3 separate regions of the Mus musculus genome follow, and regions 1 and 2 are each linked to region 3. The links are chromatin contacts, called in public Hi-C and HiCAR-type maps. All regions are on one chromosome and are shown on one strand. Each heading gives the region's core, a stretch centred on a gene start, on an enhancer-like site or on the middle of the called end of the contact. The rest is flanking DNA. Distances are from core to core; before and after follow the strand shown. Region 1 overlaps Mcph1 (microcephaly, primary autosomal recessive 1). Region 2 overlaps Mcph1 (microcephaly, primary autosomal recessive 1). Region 3 overlaps Xkr5 (X-linked Kx blood group related 5).

Region 1 (3,546 bases), core at 922-3,421, 240 kb after region 3:
CCCCATCTTCCAGGGTGTGACAGTACCAAAGATGGCCCTGGCATAATGATACATGAAGCCTGCACAAGAGGTCACAGTGGGCATGGCCATCTAATTCTAAGGAATTAGATCAAAGGCTTCAGTATGGCAGCTTTACATTTGATCAGTTTAATAATCCAGTAAACATGGCATTTACATTAGGTTTCTGTATATGTACGCAGGCTACACACTGCATAGGGCGTCCGTGAGCAGCACAGGCATGTGCTTTGCTAGTTAGAAGCACAACTGTTTCCCTCCCCAGACTGCTCAGCACAAGACTCTCAGTGCCATGGGCGTCTGTTATTTATTCATTTCTCCAAGGCCTGAAGCTGGAGCATAGCACTTAACTCAAGCGTCACTTGCTGAACAGCTTAAGGCCTTGGGTCCTTGTGCCAAGCACAGGCATGCAAATCAAAAGCACTCAGTGCCCCCAGGTTTGCTGTCATGGAAGTGGCCGTGCCCTGGCCTGGCTGCCGCTGCCTTTCAGATCTTGTTCTGATCCTTGTCAGTATTTTTACTGAGCATCTCCTGACCGTGTGGATCCTCTACAAGAATATTATCTCTTTTTGCAAATTTCACAACCCAGTGAACCATAATTCTCTGTTTCTCACAAATGCTTTGTTCTCCACTTCTTAAAAAGCTGGACAAAGTATTCTGAGAATGTTCTAGTAACTTTGTCATGGTCCCTAATGGATTCAAAGAGAATAGAAACATGGTTCATGTAATTTATTTATATAGTAGCAGTGACCCTCAACGTTGGGACTCTTGCTTTTGACTCCCACAAGATAAAATGATCCTCTAGGCAGGAAAAAAGCCTGCTTTAAATACCATCAGGCAACTAAGTGCACTGTGAAGATTTTAACACTAAGGAATCAGATATTAGAACGAGGGTGGGCTCACTACAAACATTTCTTCCCATTTACCAACAAGCCACTCAGGATGCTGGGGAGTTAATGTGTTTGCATAGCCATGGGGTCCTTACCCTAGTGCCCCACGTGAGGTTTTTATAAGACACTGTGTAAAACGGTGCAGCACTGGTCATCTGGTTGATCACAGGCAAATAAGATGAAGGATTCCTCATGAACTGACTTCAGTGGTAATCTGCCCGCCTATCAAAAGGTTCAAATTTCTCTGTTTTGAGTAGCATGCTGCCATGGAAAAGATATGACACAGGAATCAAGGAGACCATATTCAAATTCCTCTCACCTTTTGGCCCTGTGACTGACCAAATGAACCTGTGTCAAATCAATCATCTCTAGAGTGATGTGACATGGCAGGTAACTTGTGTGAGATATCTGACAAGTTGCGCACAAGAGAGTCAAACTGGTTAACTACAGAAACCAGCCCTTTATACACTGTGACAACTGGGGGTTCCTTCAGCAAATCTGTCCTGTGATAACCAGAACTCCAGCAAGTCTGTCATGTGTTTTTGAATAGTTACACCGAGGACACAGTGATTCTATTTCATGCCACCAGGCCTTTCTAAACCCAAGTCACTGCGGAGGGAAACAGGAGGCCAGGACCTTTGGAGTGGGGGTAGAATAATGGTGGAGAGAGGCCTCTCAGTAAAGCAGTCCACTGATGGTCTCAAGGACCATGTCCGACAGAGGACAACAACATGGAGGACAGTATGGATTCCTTTGGGTTTAGTTCCTTATAGGCAATATGAAGAAATAGGGTGAGAGGCTCATGTGGCTCTTTTAGCTCTAAATCACAAACACAGAGCAGCTATATTAAAGTTAACCCTGCAAAAATGGTCCTCCTAGGTCTCCAAAGACCATGGCACCGAACAAAGGAAGAATATTCACAACTGGTTGGGAAGCCTAATATTTCTACCATGTATGCTTTAGGGAAATTATCTTATTTTCTGGAAAACTTTTTTTCTTTTGGTTCTACTGTAATCTCATAAAGTATTTATATAATCTTATTTTCAGGGGGTTTTAATTTTTACAATAAAACTCCAGCTGAGTTGAAATTAAACATTCAAGCCCAAAGAATTTTGTGTTCCAGGCAAAAAATTTAAAGACCACTGAGGCAGTTTAAAAGCAGAAATACTGGGGAAAAATGCCGCAGGCAACAAAGGAAGTATGTAGAAGCCTGAAATCAAACCAGTGTCAGAGCTGCCTGGTCAAGCTGGGTCACATGGTGCTGGCGCTGCAGAAACCCCTCCCCCCAGGCCCTCACAGGCAGGAGAAACTGGCTTTCTCTGCGCACAAAGGAAGCCCAACAGCAGGAAAACATGGCGGGAGTTTGGTACCTTGTAGCTAATGGACACAGGGTGTAGCCAGCATCGAGGGTTGTCAGTGCTATGAACACAAGTCTGTGTTTTTCTAAAGATATGGGATTTGAGGAGAATCTGCCAGTTTCCCAGGTACAGGGAATCACTCTCAAAAACAATTATGGCGTGGGACTCTACAGCCAGAGCAGGAAGTTCCTTTTCACCAGTGACTCATGTGGTCTGACTGCTTGTGAATCATCATCATTTTAAAATCACTCTAAAGACCTGACAGCAACGATTCACTCCCCTGGTTACCACAGAGCCCCCTGGGAACACACCGCTGCTGTAGCAGCCTGGGTCACCAATGTTCAGCCTGCAGTAACTGTGTGCTTCTCCTGCAGGCCTACTGTGACATGGACGTGGGTGGAGGAGGGTGGACAGTCATCCAACACCGAGAAGATGGCAGTGTGGACTTCCAGAGGACGTGGAAAGAATACAAAGAGGTAAGGAAGTATGCACTAAGATAAGAAAGTACTTTCCTTTGGGAAAGCCAATTTCCCAAGTTCTTCAGAACTTTGAATTAACACAAATTCAGAACTGACCGATGGCTTCTGAAGAAGTTACTTATGATATGATTCTTTGTGCCCAGCCGTTTCTCTCTCTCTCTTAAAAAACATCGTAGTCAAAGGAACTGAAACGTAATACAGAGCACACTGGGTAAGCTGCTCTGTTGTCAGGCTTCCACAGCATAAATGTCACTACTATGGATACGGTTCATGGTACCCAGGTTGGTTCTGGCTGTTCCCAACAACAGCATCTCTGTTCATGGTTATCCCAGTAGCTTTAGCTATGTAACAGTTATATTTCTAAGAACAGCTCAGGTCCTTAAAACTGACTTAAAGAAAATCTATTTCCTGTGCTGGCATAAGATCCTTGCTGGGCAAGTGTGGGGACTTGATTTCGAATCCCCAGAACCCGTATAAGGCTGAACACATTAGCTCTCATCTGTAATCCTATGACAAGGGGAGACAAGGACAAGTGACTCCCCAGACCCCTGTGGGCCAGCTGGTCTTAGAATAACACAGTGGTGAAAGGGAAGCCTGCCCCAAATAAGGCAGAGAGTACAGCTAACATCCACGGTGCTGGTGACATCGCAGGCCCATGGTGGCATGTATTTACGACTCCTCTTCTATCTCTCAAAATTAAATAAAAAAAAAACAAAATCTTTTTCTGTGTGCAAGACCTTGCATTTGTACAGCCCAGGGCTAGGAGTACCATCCTCTCACCTAAGATGGTACTAAGGTGATGGA
Region 2 (3,378 bases), core at 96-2,595, 170 kb after region 3:
TATAATGGGATATACATGAAGAACAAAGGTTTTGGACTCTGACAAGGGACTGAGGTGCATATTTTACATACCAAAGCAGACCTGGCCCCAAGGTTGCCTGGCATCCCTCAGTCCCTAATTAGCATACATAATTAGCATACCTAATTAGCATATAATATCTTATATAGATAAAGGATATTTGGTGCCTCTCTCTTCTCCACTTCTCTCTCTGTGTGTATGCTCCGCCCCCTCTGTTTCTCCATAGTGACTTTCCTGGCCTTAGATCTTGGGGGCCAGTGAACTCACCTATCTTTATGAGAGAGCAGAGTCTCAATAAATCTGCATTTAATATAACCTACTTTGCTTTGAATTGGCTCATTTCACCTGCAGAGAGATAATCTCTCAAGTATCACCAGGAAGGTGCCCTCATGCCAGGTAGTGAATGAAGCCCCACCCTGCTGGCGCTGGCTCTTAGCCCTTAGGCAGTTAGTTAATGCCTGATCTGTGGGATCTGCGCATGCTCCTTCCTGAGGCACGACTCTGCCTTGTCACCTGTCTCCACACAGGCTTGGTTACTAGCCGTGAACTGGTCACCAGCCTCACATCCTGCAGGATACACAGCAATTCAGATAGGACCTGGGTCCTGCCTTCCCTTATCCCCGCCCCCCCGCCCTCCCTCCCTCCTCTCCATCGGATCCCATCCCAGCACTTCACTCAAGTGCTACCAGGAGCAGTCACTTGACAGAAAACTCACAGGTATTTAATACACCCACCATGTGGTGCCAGGGTGGCTGGAGATTTTTACACATCTCAAAGCACCATCTAGACCCGAGTTTTCAGACAGAAACAAAAAACAAGACAGAAACTCAATGATTTCTGCATATGAAACAAAACGGTGTCAGTCAGCCCGAGATATTTCTCAAACTTTTTAATGCTGTGGGTCTATCATTCAGTTCCCGTGGCCAAAAGCCAATAGAAAACAGAGAAACAAACCACAGCGCTTCTCATCTTGATTGTCTCTATACGATTCCCTGATTCCCCAGAGCGACAGTTACCATTTCAGGCAGATTCTCATTTTATTTCACGTTTCCTTGTTTTGTAAGTTGATAAGTACAAAAAAAGTATCAATATGGTTAAGGGGAGGCTGCCCGACCTGCTCTGTTTAATCCTCATAGCTTATCTTTAAAAAATGTACACAACCTGTACATTTTTTTAAAAAATTACACAATCTTTTTAAAGCTCTGTGTCATTTCCTACCCCACCTGACCCTCGTGACTCTGCAAAAAAGAAAAAACAAACCAGAAGATAAAAGTCAGCGCAGGGAAAGCTACCAGTGGCGCTGCCAACAGCAGATGACTCAAGCGGCACCTGAGAATTTGTTGTGCTTGTGTGTTCTGAGGCTCCGAACTTCCTGCTTCAATAAAATACCAAACAAGTTGTGCTTCCTTCACAAATAAGCTATTACATCAAGCCCTGTTCCTATAATTTCACGGTTTTGTCTCCATTCCAACATTTTCTTTGGCAAATGTAGAAACATTCTAATTAAAGTGTGCAGGAAAACAAGAGTCACCCAGCGCGGGAAGACCACGCAAAGGCACATTCGCGCCTTTCTCGCTTACGCTGTGCTCAGCTCTGCTTTAAAACAGTTGGGGACGGCGACACGCAGTCCCTGACTAATTCCTAGGTAATGGTTTGAAGAAGCCCTGAGTCACTTGGGAAAAAATTCCAAAGGTATCAATAATTCCTGTCACAAGCTTCGCATTCCTGAAGAATATCCTTCCGTCTGCCCTAGGAGGAAGGCATTCCTCTTAGGTCAACACGTAACATCAAGGTTTCTTTTTAAGATATTGAAACGAGGAAGAGGCCTTCCTATTTATATGACTGCGGAAGTGGGTTGGAAGCCAAGTTGAAAGGACAGCCTCATTTCCCAGGAGCTCTTTACATTTTCGCTTTTATGAAGACCTTTAAAAGCCCCACTTGTATTTACTTTGAGAAATATCAGCCGGGCGTGGTGGCGCAATATCATCTAAATAGGGCCAGGGGTGGGGTGGGGTATAAAATACATAGCTTAAGTAGCTAGAAGCCAGCAGCACTGTACCCCATTCTCTCTGTCCCCAGCTAAGCAGGGGCAATTGTGCATTTTGCTTTTCGGTCATAAAGCACCGTGCTGTGCGATGCTGTCCTCCAAGCATAACAGCTATTTTAACCAGAGAGATTGTGACCACTCACAAGAGAACCTCAAGGTTCTAGCATTGACATTACCAACAAGAAGGAAGCAGTGGGAAGGGTTATGGGACCCGTACCTGAGAGTTCCACTTGTCCCTCTGGTGTCTAGCTCCCAGCCTGTTTAATTCTGCCCCGGCTGCACATGGTCTCCTGGTCTTCGGAAGTGGTAGCTAGCATACACAGAGGGCTAAGTGAGTGTATGAGAGCTCCACACATGTGTCTATGCAGCTACATGTCATCCATATGGAGCATCCATGCTAGACTGAGACTTTCTGGGGATGTAGCTGACTTGGGGTTACCCACATTTCTTTTAAGCAAGGGCAGTCATTCTATTGGTCCTCCAAGCTGGACTTGAGTGGTATCCTCTCATCACTTGGGCCTGATTGGTGGCCTGTCTGGGAGATAAATATGTTTCTGTTCACATCTCCCCAGGCAGAGTTTGTACAACACACTGTATTTTGCAAAGTCACAAGCTAAATCACATTTGATGGGTAAGCCACAGCTGGGGCTGTCTCTAAGGAGTCTGACCACATTCTCCAAGTGCTGGTTACCTCTTAGTTCTACAGAGCAGAGGGGCACCCACAGTAAGGTCACACTCTCACATGCTTCTCAGATGATGGATTATGGTGGCTGATACTACTGCTGTCCTGAGGTCACTGACAAGCCATGTTTCACCTACATGCCCCAATGTCTTCAGCTGAATAGCAAGAGATGAGGTTTCATCTTCTTCTCTTGCATGGGAAGCTGAAATGGTCTTCCAGAGGCTTCCTCACTCAAGGGAGAACTCTGCTTTACACTGTCAAGGGCGCTCTCCAGGGACATTCACCTTACAGCTATCGGCCATTCTCCTGGCAAGAGTCAGGGGGAGGAATGGAGGCACAGGGTGGGGGTGCAGGAGCTGGTCCACACTCTTCCTGGGCCCTCAGCTCTGACACTCTTGTTCTGTACTGGGGCTCTGCTGCTGTCCCTTCCAAGAGCTACACTACAGACACCCTTTCCCAACCCCGGCTCATCAAGTGGACCTTTGGAAAGCTTTGTCTTGGGAAGGGTCCCACTGAGGGTCTTGACTGGGCCTCATGTTGGTCACTCTTATGTCCATTCCTCATAGTTGTGTTTATGGTGCATGTGGGGGATCCTCCCTTCATTGAGGGGGCTCTGAAATACTGAGATAAT
Region 3 (3,500 bases), core at 650-3,149:
AGCTCTTGGTAGCTACAGATATACAAAGGAATGCACCCATTGCTTTCAAGAGTCCCAGAGAAACAGAGAGCCTCTGAGGCCAAGACTCTGCCTTAAAAGAGGCTTGGAGGCATCTCCGGCAAAGCTACAGTGGTAGCAAAGGAAACACAGAGCACTAGGGGGTCCATGTGGTGCTGCCAGGGAGACAAAGGCAGAGACTAGTGTAAGGAGAGGTAACGTCCGGTCTGTAATGATACAACTGAACTCTGATTTATACCGAGGTGGTGGGAAAGTTTAGAAGGGAGAGGAGAGAGCAGGGAGAGGGAAGTATGAGGCTTGAGTCATAGAAATGGAGATGTGTAGAAATGGAGGGAGGGAAGGTCATTGATTGACTGTCTCACCTGGTGTGTTAACTGGAGTTGTCCAGAGCAGGGACAGATGGCGGGTATCTCTATGAGTGGCAGGAGACATGGGTCTCTTGAGTTAAAGAGCAAGTGCTCGCAAGCTGGGGGAGTGACCTCCTTGAATGTTTGTATTTCAAAGCGATGTTCTCAGGTCCTTGAGGTGGGTCGTTGTGAGGGTGGGGTAGGAGATGGATAAGAACAGTGAGGGCCCTAGTTATCTCTCATTGTGTTTCCACCCGGCAGCTGTGATTCCTCAGGCAGGAAGTTCAAGGGGCTGACAATTCACCCCAGGAATGTAGCCTTGGGCTGTTAGATCAGTGCCAGCATCTGTCAGCCATCTTAGTGTGGGCTACATAGAAACACTTGTGCCAAAGCTCAGTCTATTTTCCTGTGTCTGTGACTCTGGGGATGTTCCCATGAATGACGTCAGCAAGCCTTCCTGGGTAGAAACATTCCCCCTGGAGCCTAGCTTCTGTTCGGTGGAGGCTCCTTGGTTTGTGAACCCCAGCAGGTACTAGGGACAGGAGGGAAGAGGTGCAGATAGCAGACCCCCAGGTATGGTGACTCTCTCTTGTCCCCACAGGTTATGCTGCTGGAGAACTCCATACTCTTACTACTGGCCACTGACTTTCTGCAGGGAGTACCAGGGACCAGCCTGTGGACTGTGGTGGGAGTCTTGTCTGGATTTCTGATTGGTAAGACCTACTGAGCCTTCTTAGCCACACTTCCTTTCCAACTTGTATTTGTATTTTATGTTTATTCTTTTCATTTTCAAGTGTGTGCACATATGTTATATACATATGTATGGTATATATGCATGGATGTGCATATATTGGTATGTGTAGGGATGCTCATGTGTGGTGTGTATGTGGAGGCCTGCAGCTGATGTCAGATGTCTTCCTTAGCCACTTTCCACTTACTGAGTCAGGGGTTCTTACTGAACCCACAGCTCACTAATCCCTGATTGTCTTGCGTATAAGAAGAACAATTGTTTTGTTGTTGTTGTTTTGTTTTGTTTTGTTTTTTCTTATTTAGGAACCTAGTACTGGCTGTTGCTAGGCAACTGTTGGGCGGAGCCTAGAGGAAATGCTAACAGGAAGGACAGGGAACAGGTTAGGGGCAGTGGGCAGGGGATGGGACCCATGCTGTAGGTAAGTGCCCTAAGACTCTGAGCTTAGCTTTGTAGACCTGACTAGACTGATGGGGGCCTCAAGGAAAGGTAGGAGCAGCCACGTCTGTCCAAAATGCTGCCTATACATTGAGTGGCCGATTTCTAAGCAGCATGCTTGCAAGTGAATGGCCAAACAGCGAGGTGTCCAGGCAAGAGTTACTCCGCCACCTACAAAGTGGCCTCTGTCTAGTCATCTTCCTGCGGAGAGGGGATCCACTGGGATATGATGTGACAGTCCTCACAGCTGAGAGACCTAACCACTTCGTTCACAGGCGGTATGACCCAGTCCAGTAAACAGGATAGGAGGAAGTAAAACTGCCCTGTCATCTTAGAAAGGACTGGGCTGTGTCATGCTGCTCCGTTGCCCAACAGCAGGTGGCGCTGGACACATCTGTGACTCCTTTGGCCTCCTGGCAATCTCCAGCAGGAAAGGGAGAGTATGTCAAAAGACAGAACAGGAACAACCAAACTGAGTCAGTCCTTAAACTCGGGCATTATAGAAAATTATATTTAATACATGTTTAAAGTCATATCATCGTATGTTATTGACAGACATGATGGTTTGTTTCTATAACTCCAGTGCTTAGGAGGCAGAGGCAAGAAGAGCATTGTTGTGAGTTCTAAGCCATCATGGCCTACATAGTAAGTTTGTGGCAAGCCTGGGCTAAGAAGAAAAACCCTATTAAAATATATATATCCAGAAACAGATCATGGGTAGAGTGCTTGTTTAGCATTCAAGAAGCCCCAGGTTTCATGCCCAACACTATTATAAATGAACCGTACAAGCAGTGCGATCCAAACACTTAGCTGAGACAGGAGGATTGACTCAGGTTTGAGACCAGCCTGGGCTATGAATCAAGGCTTCATCTCAAGAAAACAAGTAATATTTTTTTAAAGAGAACTATAGTATCAAGAACACAGACTTGAGATAGTTCCTGCCCAAATCCAGGCTCCCTGTTTCCTTCTTTCACTGGACAAACGTGTATTGAGTGCCTACTACACACCAGCCTGGAGCTACAGCCAAGAATCCAGCAGGTGGCAGGATCCTACAGAAAATCAACACACCCGGTGCCTCTGGCCATGGCAGATCCCGCTGCCTAACTGGTGCCCGGGGTGCACAGGGTAGTGTTGGGTAACATCCTCTGGCTTGCTGTTCTTTCCTGACCTTGCTGGGATTTGTTTGCCAAAGATGAGTGACTGCATATTGCTAGGGCTCAGTGAGAATCCAAGGCATAGAAGCTAGTATGTGAGCTATGTTCAATGCAGACAGGACTGCTGGTCCTTGTCCCCACTTCTGATTTTCCACAAACCAGTGCCCTGCCCAGGGCCTGCTCTTGTCCCCAGAGTCACTGAGGGTCTGGGGGCACTGTCCTTTGGGCTCTTCCTACGGTCTGTCATGCTGCCATCTCCTGGTGCCTTCAGCCCCCCTCCTCACACTTAGTTCCCATCTTCTACTCGCCTAATGAACACCCCTGAACACAGGCACTTTCTCCAGTGCGACAGGAAACTGGAAACAACGTGGGTGGCTTACTGGAATGCTCTGGTAAAGAGATTATTGCAGCAGTCAACACTTCTGATCGACACAAATGAAACTGACAACAATGTGATTAAGCTGTTTGTGCACAGAGGAAGTGTTGTTGTTGTTGTTCATGGAAATGCCCCGACACGGCTCTGAGGAGCATGACTGACCTCTGCTTCGGGCTCTTGTTTTTGAGGCCGCTTTCTTACCTCCTGCCTGCCCTGGCTTTGGCATCTTTCCACACTGTGCTGGTGGTGGGATTCTGAAAGATTTTGGGAGATCTCTACCATGCCTCTGGTGCTCACTCGCATGCATGCACAAATCTGCAAGTGACGCCAAGCGGTCAATGGAAGATGCCCTCCAGGAAAATGGCTGAGAGACTCAAAAGAAGCGAAGCCATGGTGTACAGTTTCAAAACATTCCTAGC

Evidence for each region. Hi-C and Micro-C count contacts between places; a contact is called where the count stands out from the background. HiCAR-type assays count read pairs that join an accessible place to other places.
Region 1: a contact with region 3 is called in a HiCAR-type map of embryonic stem cells, with 5 times the contacts expected there. The contact joins two enhancer-like sites. A contact is called at or near these places in 6 of 39 promoter capture datasets (the C10 cell line, the HPC-7 cell line, cranial neural crest and 3 more), 1 of 15 datasets of contacts at CTCF or cohesin (pro-B cells), 1 of 484 Hi-C or Micro-C datasets (nephron progenitors), 3 of 115 datasets of contacts at active chromatin or transcription factors (all in embryonic stem cells) and 3 of 9 other capture datasets (adipose tissue, embryonic stem cells and liver).
Region 2: a Hi-C map of neutrophils shows a contact between it and region 3, with 2.2 times the contacts expected there. The contact joins two enhancer-like sites. A contact is called at or near these places in 8 of 39 promoter capture datasets (3T3-L1-derived adipocytes, the C10 cell line, the HPC-7 cell line and 4 more), 11 of 484 Hi-C or Micro-C datasets (the G1E-ER4 cell line, LSK cells, bone marrow-derived macrophages and 7 more) and 2 of 115 datasets of contacts at active chromatin or transcription factors (embryonic stem cells and stem cell-derived neural progenitor cells).

What each region holds. Positions count from the first base shown.
Region 1 is chr8:18,698,261-18,701,806 of GRCm38.p6, reverse strand. All of the region lies in intron 12 of Mcph1 (microcephaly, primary autosomal recessive 1), which reads right to left. It overlaps Angpt2 (angiopoietin 2), which reads left to right. Exons shown (of 9, transcript NM_007426.4): 6 at 2,638-2,739. Among named protein-coding and RNA genes, the nearest start is that of Angpt2, 42 kb to the left of the region's middle. Within about 2 kb of position 2,171, at least 80 of the 459 cell types and tissues checked have an H3K27ac peak or open chromatin away from gene starts, as enhancers often do. A contact at or near this core is called in the HPC-7 cell line and embryonic stem cells, where this site is marked.
Region 2 is chr8:18,766,133-18,769,510 of GRCm38.p6, reverse strand. The region is part of intron 12 of Mcph1 (microcephaly, primary autosomal recessive 1); the gene reads right to left. Among named protein-coding and RNA genes, the nearest start is that of Angpt2, 26 kb to the right of the region's middle. Within about 2 kb of position 1,345, at least 65 of the 459 cell types and tissues checked have an H3K27ac peak or open chromatin away from gene starts, as enhancers often do. A contact at or near this core is called in the G1E-ER4 cell line, hematopoietic stem and progenitor cells and neutrophils, where this site is marked.
Region 3 is chr8:18,934,805-18,938,304 of GRCm38.p6, reverse strand. Xkr5 (X-linked Kx blood group related 5) reads left to right here. Exons shown (of 7, transcript NM_001113350.2): 6 at 967-1,078. Among named protein-coding and RNA genes, the nearest start is that of Gm40464, 14 kb to the left of the region's middle. Within about 2 kb of position 1,899, at least 144 of the 459 cell types and tissues checked have an H3K27ac peak or open chromatin away from gene starts, as enhancers often do. A contact at or near this core is called in the G1E-ER4 cell line, the HPC-7 cell line, embryonic stem cells and 2 more, where this site is marked.